Regions from separate parts of the Sus scrofa genome. Here region 1 is linked to region 2. Evidence: chromatin contacts called from public Hi-C data. All regions are on one chromosome and are shown on one strand. The core of a region is the stretch at or near the end of the contact, and the rest is flanking DNA. Distances in the headings are between cores, read along the strand shown.

Evidence for each region. Hi-C and Micro-C count contacts between places; a contact is called where the count stands out from the background.
Region 1: a contact with region 2 is called in a Hi-C map of liver, with 5 times the contacts expected there. A contact is called at or near these places in 1 of 5 promoter capture datasets (liver) and 4 of 47 Hi-C or Micro-C datasets (fetal liver, liver and skeletal muscle).

What each region holds. Positions count from the first base shown.
Region 1 is chr4:51,209,760-51,214,504 of Sscrofa11.1, reverse strand. It overlaps LOC100154873 (carbonic anhydrase 2), which reads left to right and starts at 3,069. Exons shown (of 7, transcript XM_001927805.2): 1 at 3,069-3,354; 2 at 4,463-4,660. The coding sequence starts at 3,321. MIR9858 (microRNA 9858) reads right to left here and starts at 2,922; the gene lies at 2,845-2,922.
Region 2 is chr4:51,130,333-51,135,837 of Sscrofa11.1, reverse strand. No RefSeq gene overlaps it. Among named protein-coding and RNA genes, the nearest start is that of MIR9858, 78 kb to the left of the region's middle.

The sequences.
Region 1 (4,745 bases), core at 1,820-4,319, 79 kb before region 2:
TGCCATTTTTTTCCTCCTGTGGCAGGAAAAAGAGTACCTTTTTTTTGAGGTACTGTGCAGTTTCTTTATTTAGAATTATTCTTAAATGAAAGAGTCTTTCCCTCTAGTAGAAACACAGGTGTGTGATAATTAATATTTTTATATTTAAAAATCCAATCTTCCATATACTGTAGGTCTGAACTCAACTAGTATCCATAAGGATATGGGTTCAATCCCTGGCCTCTCTCGTTGGGTTGTCATGAGCTGTGGTATAGGTTGCAAACTCAGCTCAGGTGTAGCATTGCTGTGGCTGTGGTGTAGGCCAGCAACTGCAGTTCCTATTCGACCCCTAGTAGCTTGGTAGCCTGGGAACTTCCATATTCTAAAGGTGTGGCTCTAAAAAGCAAAAAATAAACAACAACAAAAATCCAATCTTGAGTAGTCTCGGAAACAGAACTGAATCATGACTGCCTGCTAAGAGTGCCATCAGTAAAATAAAGTTACATTCTGAATGCTCTCCACAAAGGCACAAAGCCGTGTCCATCATTCAATAAAAAACCAAAAAAAAAAACCAAAAAAAAAACTGGATAGAAAAAAAATGCTAAGACAATCATTGTAATAAAAATTAATTAAAAATGTGGATCTCAAAAAAAAAAGTTGAATCTCTGCTGAATATCCAAAGGTGAGCCACCTTCTCCCCTTGCAGTGAGCATGTGACATTCCCCCCAAGTACAGCTCTGCTCCACTAAAATGAGCTCATTTTCTAGAAGTGAGAGAGAAGGGAGAAACTCAAATAATAGGAATTTATTTGTGAACTGCAGTTTGGTAGTGTTTTAAGTTTCAGAGGTATTAAATAATTGAACTATACTTCTATTATTTCCATGTTAAAGCCACAGCCCAGCTTCACAGAACATGAGCGACAAGAATTCCAAGCAGATTTGAAAGCCTGACGACCTTCACAGAATCTTGAGAAACCATGTTACATTCATAGATGGTAGTGTTCACCTCTTTGCACTTACCAGCTTTACATCCCCAGGGCTTAGTGAAGAGTCTCATGGCAACTGTGAGGCCCTCTTTTTTTTTTTTTTTTTTTTGTCTTTTTTAGGCTGCACCCATGGCATATGGAAATTCTCAGGCTAGGGGTCGAATCCAGAGCTGTAGCTGCCGGCCTACACCACGGTCATGCCAGATGGAGCCGCGTCTTTGACCTACACCATAGCTCATGGCAGTGAAGGATCCTTAACCCACTGCGCAAGGACAGGGATCTAACCGGCATCCTCACAGATACTAGTCAGGTTTGTTACTGCTGAGCCACGACAGGAACTATCGAGGCCCTCTTCTTTTGAATTAAGTAAATATTTGAAAATTATGCAAAGAATCAAAATTATTGTATAGGAGTTCCCGTCATGGCTCAGTGGTTAATGAATCCGACTAGGAACCATGAGGTTGCGGGTTCGGTCCCTGGCCTTCCTCAGGGGTTTAAGGATCCGGCGTTGCCGTGAGCTGTGATGTAGGTTGCAGACGTGGCTCGAATCCCGCGTTGCTGTGGCTCTGGCGTAGGCCGGCGTCTACAGCTCCGATTTGACCCCTAGCCTGGGAACCTCCATATGCTGCGGAGAGCGGCCCAAGAAAAATGGCAAAAAGACCAAAAAAAAAAAAAAATTATTGTATAGCCTCCATGAGAGACTATGCAGCTACAAATACAAAATTCTCTGTAACTACGAACTACATTTTGTGATGGTCCTAGAAACCAAAAATAGCTCATTGCCTAAGAATTCACTGGTGACATCCACCCAAAAAACCCCACAAAGAGGTACACACTTTCCTGGAGTCTTAGGACAAGACCAAATGTATCTAAATCTGAATCATTTCTGTTTGTATGGAATTGACTGAAATAAAAAAGTAAATAATGATTTTAAAATCAACATTGGAATAATTTACACTAATATTATAATTTATCCTTTTATTTATCTATATGAGTGATGTCAGGGCTGTTAGACTTGTGTGAAACTGTGTCCTGCTGCCCCAAGTTTAACTTTAATACTATGCTCTTAGTGATCTCAGAGATTCACAGGACAGAAAACCCTTCTCCCCTTTTTGTGACAAAGTCCCTTGAGGGAAATGAATTCTGTTCACACCTCAAAATAATCCTGACTTAGGGCATTGGGTACAGGAGAAACGGTGCCTCACATACCCACGAAAAGGAAATGAATAAGGGCAAAATGCCTAGGGCCTAGGAAAGCCACAATGCTGCCTTGACTCAAAAATGTCCACTCTTCAGTTTCTTTGAATTAGTTCTTAGGTATGCCAGATGCCCACTTTCCTTTGTCAGCCAGGGAAAGTTCTTATCTTTTTGCAAGACAGTCTTTCTTTTACCCAATTCCTGTGAAAAAAAAGTGATTTTTAGAAGTTTTGATTGCTTTAAATCAATACGTACTCCACTAGGAAGTCTCTCCTCTAAAGTGTATTTTGAAAGAGAAGAAAGAAGGTAGAATGAACAAACATTTGGTGAACATTTCAAGAGACCTTGACAGCTTTCAAGGAAATGCATTCTTCGGACTTGAATCGAAGACACCCTCTCCCTCCTTCTTGGTTTATTCCGCAGCCTTCCAGCAGGGGGCGCGTAGTTCTCAGCGTGATGCTTCTCCCTCCCTAGCGCCTCAAGGACCGTATCCCTATTTGCCCCAAGGTCATAGCTCCTAAGCAAGCCCGGGACGCCCGCGAGCAAGCCCTTGGAGCTAGAGACCTCGGCGTGGGTGGGGCCGATGGGGCGGGGCTGGAGTGCTCCTAGGCCAGGGATGCAATCACAAAGGGGACAGGGGATCAGAGATACCGGACGCGGGTCCTCAGCAGTCAGCGCCGCCGCCAGCCTCAGCGCTCCGGAGGGGGATGGGGTGCGTGTAGACGCTCCGCAGCCCAGTCCGACTCAGGAACCCCGGAGCCGCCGCCGCCACGCGCGCGGGGAGCACGGAGCCTCGTGGAGGCCCAGGGACCCGGGGCCGGGACCCGAGGTCGGGCCGCAGGCCGAGGGGAGACGAGTGGCGGGAGAGGAGCTCCTGAACCTGGCCCAGCGCCCGCCGAGAGGGCGTTCTCCCCGCCCCCGGAGCCTCGCCCTCCTGGCCCGCCCCGAGCGCGGGGAGATCACCTCCGCCCGTCACCTCCTCCCCCAGTCGCCCAGGTCCACCCAGGGCCCCTTCCCCCCGGCCGCCCCCGAGCACGAAGTTGGCGGGAGCCTATAAATACCAGCGACGGCGCGACCCGCGGACATACGGTGCAGGCGCTCCAGCAGCCGCCGCTAGACCGGCGCCAACTCCTGCCCTGCCCCTACCAGCGGCACGACCATGTCCCATCACTGGGGATACGACAAGCACAACGGTGAGTGCGGGCTGCGGGCGGGGCGGCGTCTGCGCCTGGGGCTCCGGGCCCCTCTGGGGCCCAGCAGCGCACGCACCTGCTATTTCCCGCTGCCGCCTGGAGCACCCGAGGCTCAGGTGCGCCCCCGACGCCTTGCCCGCGCGCCCGCGGCTCCCCGGCGCGGGATGCCCCCAGCTCAGAGCCGGAGTCCACTGTCGAGGAATCCCTGCGTCCAGCGGTGGCGCGCGGTGCCGGGGGAAGGGGGCGCGCAGAAGCAGCAGTGGGACCCAAGGACAGCCCTTCCCGGGTCACGAGCCGGAGACCATCCTATTCCGACCCAGGAGGAAACTAGGGCGAATTGTAACGATACATTTTAGTTATTGATCGCAGAGAAATTAGGGGACCCTATTTTCCCCCTACCTTACCCTACCCCCAGTTCATCTTCAGCACCACTTGTGGCTGAGACTCTCAGCACGAAGTGTCCCGGGGCATTTTCTTGGGGTGGTTTGAATCCACTGCGCTGATTTCTGAGTTTTTCCTTCGTCTCTCCGCTTCTAATGTTAGGAAGTCACCAGGAACCCGGCTTTATCGGCGTCACAGATCTGGGTTCTCCTGAACCAGCAGACCAAAGAGAAAAATGTGTCTAAACCACCTTGAGCCTCTTTGGGGGTTTGGGGCTTTCTAGATCGTGGGAATCCTAACCATTAAAGCAGGGTTGCCCTGCCTGAACAGTGATTCTGACCTTACTGATCTAGTAAAAGGACAAGAGAGAGGAATCCCCATCTGCTGGAATGTCTTAAGTGAGCTTGCATCGTCCAAATCCTAATCACAAGCCTAATGTCAGTCACTCAATGGCAGTAAAAGGAACATAAAATAGCTAATATTTATATGGTGCTCACTACTTGTTCTAAAAGCTTTTACGTATATTGATTCTGATTCTCACATCAACCTTTAATACAAATGAGGAAACTAAGGCACAGATTGTGTTTCACTAAAGTTATTCAGCTGTTAATTATGCCGCCAAAATTAGAGCCAGACAGATTGGCTCCAGAGCCATTGCTCTTTTCTAGGGGTCTGGGTTTGTCCTTCCCCACAGTGGGGGGTTCACACAGTCTCTTTTCAATCTCAGGACCTGAGCACTGGCATAAGGACTTCCCCATCGCCAAGGGAGATCGCCAGTCCCCTGTTGACATCAACACCAGCACAGCTGTTCACGACCCTGCCCTGAAGCCTCTGTCCCTTTGCTATGAGCAAGCGACTTCTCAGAGAATTGTCAACAACGGCCACTCTTTCAACGTGGAGTTTGATAGCTCCCAGGACAAAGGCGGTCAGTGTTTAAAAAATAACTTGTGCATTTCAGCCAGTGGCTGTTTTCGCAGCTTAACAGAAGCAGCAGCAAGACCCTCCTCTTA
Region 2 (5,505 bases), core at 2,443-4,942:
GGTTTGATCCCTGGCCTCACTCAGTGGGTTAAGGATCCTGCATTGCCATGAGCTGTGGTATAGGTTGAAGATGGGGCTCGGATCTGATGTTGCTGTGGCTGTGGTGTAGGCTGGCAGCTGTAACTCCAGTTCGACTCCTAACCTGGGAACCTCCATATGCTTCAGCCCTAAAAACCTAAAAACCAAAAAAAAAAAAAAAAAAAAAAAAAAACCCAAAAAACACAGAAAAACCCAATCTTTTGTCAATAGGGAAAAAAAAATCTTTAAGACTTTTGAGAATTCCTTTTGTGGCTCAACGGAAGTGAATCCAACTAGTATCCATAAGCATTGGGGTTCAATCCCTGGCCTTGCTCAGTGAGTTAAGGATATGGTGTTGCTATAAGCTGGGGTGTAGGTTGCAAATGTGTCTAGGAACCCTTACGGCTGTGGCTGTAGCATAGGCCAGCAGCTGTAGATCCAATTTGAACCCTAGCCTGGGAACTTCCATATGCCAAGGGTGTGGCCCTTAAAAAAAAAAAAAAAATGTCTATTCAGGTCTTTTGCCCATTTTTCCATTGATTGATTGGCGTTTTTGCTGTTGGGTTGTATAAGTTGTTTATATATTCTAGAGATTAAGCCCTTGTCGGTTGCATCATTTGAAACTATTTTCTCCCATTCTGAAAGTTGTCTTTTTGTTTTCTTTTTGGTTTCCTTTGCTGTGCAAAAGCTTGTCAGTTTGATGAGGTCCCATGGGTTTATTTTTGCTCTAATTTCTATTGCTTTGGGAGACTGACCTGAGAAAATATTCATGATGTTGATGTCAGAGGGTGTTTTGCCTATGTTTTCTTCTAGGAGTTTGATGGTGTCCTGTCGTATATTTAAGTCTTTCAGTCATTTGGAGTTTATTTTTGTGCATGGTGTGAGGGTGTGTTCTAGTTTCATTGCTTTGCATGCTGCTGTCCAGGTTTCCCAGCAATGCTTGCTGAATAGACTTTCTTTTTCCCATTTTATGTTCTTGCCTCCCTTGTCAAAGATTAATTGACCATAGGTGTCAGGGTTTATTTCCAGGTTCTCTATTCTGTTCCAATGGTCTGTCTGTCTGTTTTGATACCAGTACCACATTGTTTTGATGACTGTGGCTTTGTAGTATTTCTTGAAGTCTGGGAGCATTATGTCTCCTGCTTGGTTTTTGTTTCTCAGGATTGCTTTGGTGATTCTGGGTCTTTTGTGGTTCCATAGAAATGTTTGGATTGTTTGTTCTAGTTCTGTGAAAATGTCATGGGTAATTGGATAGGGATTGCATTGAATCTGTAGATTGCTTTGGGTAGTATGGCCATTTTTACAATATTGCTTTTCCCAATCCAGGAACATGGACTATCTTTCCATTTCTTTACATCTTCTATGGAGAACAATTTGGAGATACCTTAGAAATCTATACATAGAACTTCCATATGGCCCCGCAATCCCACTCTTGGGCATATATCCGGACAAAACTCTGCTGAAAAGAGACACGTGCACCCGCATGTTCATTGCAGCACTATTCACAATAGCCAGGACATGGAAACAAGCCAAATGTCCATCGACAGATGATTGGATTCGGAAGATGTGGTATATATACACAATGGAATACTACTCAGCCATAAAAAAGAATGACATAATGCCATTTGCAGCAACATGGATGGAACTAGAGACTCATACTGAGTGAAATGAGCCAGAAAGACAAAGACAAATACCATATGATATCCTTATAACTGGAATCTAATATCCAGCACAAATGAACACCTCCTCAGAAAAGAAAATCATGGACTTGGAGAAGAGACTTGTGGCTGCCTGATGGGAGGGGGAGGGAGTGGGAGGGATCGGGAGCTTGGGCTTATCAGACACAACTTAGAATAGATTTACAAGGAGATCCTGCTGAATAGCATTGAGAACTTTGTCTAGATACTCATGTTGCAACAGAAGAAAGGCTGGGAGAAAAACTGTAATTGCAATGTATACATGTAAGGATAACCTGATCCCTTTGCTGTACAGTGGGAAAATAAAAAAAATAAAATAAAATCTCAAAAAAAAAAAAAAAGCAAGACTGAGACTTTTGTTTTTAACCATGATTTTCCAAAGCTTACTTAGAAGTTTAAAAGTTAAGAAATGGACTAACTGGGTCTTTGGAGTGTGTTAGCACTCTTCTAAGGCAATGAAGGCTGCAAACTAAACAGAAGCAAGGGATAGGTGGTAGATGTGCATGGGGGAAATAAACTTTATTACTATCTTAATGCTTGATTTTATTGCTGTTAAAACTACATTAAGTCCATACAGTAAACCAGTAAGCATCAGGTAAAAAGAATGAGGTAAGCCTATGTGGATTCTGGAAATATTGTTAAGAAAGATCTAGTTGCAGAAAACTAAGTATAGTACCATATCATTTAAGTAAAAATATTTTTCAGACAAAAACAACAACAACAACAAAATATATTCGTTCTCAAGCAATCAGGGGAGATCACTGGTTTGGGGAAAAGTTAGGAGCTTTTATTTTATATAATTTGAATTCTGTATTTTTTAGACTGAGTGAAATTAATTTTGTAATCAAAATGTTTTAAAATTATATTAAATTTAAGAAATAAAATGCCTTGAGTACTGAGCTATCAATCTGACATCAGTATTAATAAATGTACTCTCACACCCAAAAATATTCAGAAATAGTTTTTTTTTTGAGAAATAGAGTGAAGATTAAAGTTTAAATCAACTTTTGAAATAATATAAATATCTTATACATCTAAGTTTCAAGTTTTTGTCTGTAAATTTTGAGAAAAAATCATGACATATCCTCCAAAATGTCATGGCTTTTAGATATTGTTAGACTTTGTAAATATTTTGTTGCATAGCCGGAATAACCATTTTTCTCCTGATAATGATTAACCCTGGGATTTTTAGAATTATTGTAATAGCTCATAAAACTTGCCAAATAATTTATTAATTAATTATTCAATGTATATTTAATGAATAGCTACTATGTGCCAGCAACAGAAGCTGGGCAGATTTTAGCATAGAAGTGATCCCTGCCTCTGTACAATTTACAGTCTAGTGGAAGAGACAATATTTATAATCATTCATATAAGCATATAATTACAAATTAATTGTTTTTTTTTCTAGAGAAGCAATTTATAGTCTCAATCAGAAGTGATCTTGCCCTCCCCCCTCCCAAGAAGACATTTGGTAATGTCTGGAGACTTTTTTTTCTTTTCTTTTTCTTTTTTAGGGCATCTGGAAAGTTTCCAGGCTAGTGGCTGAATCCGAGCTACAGCTGCTGGCCTACACCACAGCTCAGAGCAACACCAGATCCTTAACTCACTGAACCAGGCCAGGGACCAAACCTGAAACCTCATGGTTCCTAGTCAGATTGTTTCTACTGTGCCACAATGGGAACTCCCCCAATCTTTTCAATATTAAAACCAAAACAAACAGAGCAAAAACAAACAAACAGAAAACAACCAATTCTCCCCATGGCCTCACCCTGTCCCAAGCCCTGATGAACAAAAAGGGCCTGCATGGTTGACACGGAAATCAACATGGCACAGAGGGCCCAGGAAAACTGAGTTCTACTCTGCAACCAGTGCTGGGGAAGAGCATGAGAGCAAAGAGCTGCAGCTCTACAGGTGCAATAACAGCTGACCAATGCCAGCAGTTTCTGGAAAAGGAGGAAGGCCTGGGAAATGACCCAGGGTTTACTACATAAAGATCCACCTTGGATTTGATGGAATTATCAGCTCTGGCTATCAGCCTCAGTCTCTTTTTAGCTGGTTTGGTGAGATTGCAGTGGTTAATGATTGATGAACTCACTAACCCTCTTATGTAAGGTGTTTCTGGTCCCTTTCTGGAATTTTCCATCTGTACAGGAGGAGAAATTGTGGAATAGAATATTCCTAACAGGAACATAAGGCATAAATCTATCCAGAAAATAGGAGGTCATCACTAGTCTAGACACGAAATGACAAGTAGTATGTTTGCCTGCCTGTAGTCAAAAGTAAGGTCAGTGGAATTTCGTAATTCTTGCCACACTTCTACCTGGACTCTATCTTGTAAGAACTGTACATGAAGTTCAGTTCCTCTTGGACTCTACATGCACGGCCTTTAAAACTAAGGCATTAATATCCCTGGAAAGAAGTTAATTTAAGATAAAATCAAGTGATGGTTTCTTTTTCATTGTGTTAGAAAATTCTCTCCATGCATGACCTACGTTGTAAGAATTTTTTATGAAAACCATCTTGGGTCACAAAAATGGTTACCAAAGTGTTTTCTTTTGAATTTGAATTTTAAAAAATGATGTTTAGTGTAGGATTGTTTCTTATTACAAAGATAACATGTAAGAACTACAGAAAATTTGGAAAATTCCAAAAAAAAAAAACAAAGAAGAAAATAAAAAACCCTTGAATTTAATCCCAAGGCAATAATAATTTTAATACTTTAATTATATCTAATCTTTATTTTTAGTCTATGGATATATTAAAATAGATTTTAGAATGAGATGAAGTAGATAAAAAGAATTCATGTTCCAAAAATATATGAAGGATTTCATTTTTGAAAATTACAGGTTACCCTGACATCTTTCCTGTGCCCTAAAAATAAATAAGCAAAGAAGCTTTAAAATCAACATAGAATAAAGTGGCAAAAATATAAGGCATATGATTTCCAAAGCTCTGAAATATGGCTAAAATCATTTTATGTACGATTAATTCTTGCCCCAGAGTTTTTAATATTTAACATATCTATAAATGGACTATTATGGAAATAGAGAATTCTGTCTCCTTTCCGAAAGAATTATTTATTGATTAGCCCTAGCTTTGCAACTAAGCACCTGGTACTTGTTTGCAACACATGAGTCACTTAATAGAACCACCTACACGTAATTCAATTGTCTTTGTGTTCTGCAGAGAAAAATGAGTGAAAACTGTATCTCTGCTAACCTATAACTTATTGCTTGAAATTTGTGTGAGTCTGAAAATGACAATAGAATAGCATTCTATTTCTTAATTATTTATTTTCCTTGCAATATGTGTCTTAGATGCCTCTGGTGCCCAAATTCATCCTGACTGTCACCATCTCTAATTTCAGCTCTTGCTCTTGTAGATAGGACTACACAGACTTCAACTCAGAGAAGGGAGGGAGAAGCCCTTGACCCTTGTGTGCTGCTTGTCTCTGCTTCCTGCTCTGGGGCTCCGTAGAGCCCAGGTGCTGGCAGAGTGTTTCTTGGTTGTTACATATGCTATGACTCAGAAATTTAGCGCAGTTAACACTCTTGAGGGCAACCGATGGAGCCAGAAGCTAACAGAAAATTCCTTACATCTTTCGTACATCAGATAGTAATTCTAGGAGGTATCCAGTACATTCTCCTGGGAAAATTGAGCCCTTTGCCACAGCATTGAGATTAATACACACTTCTTTCTATTGACTAGTCTTCCTCTGTGCCTCATGGTCCTTCCCACTCCTGCTGCCTGGGCTTATCTCCCAAATAAGTTGCCTACACACAAGTCC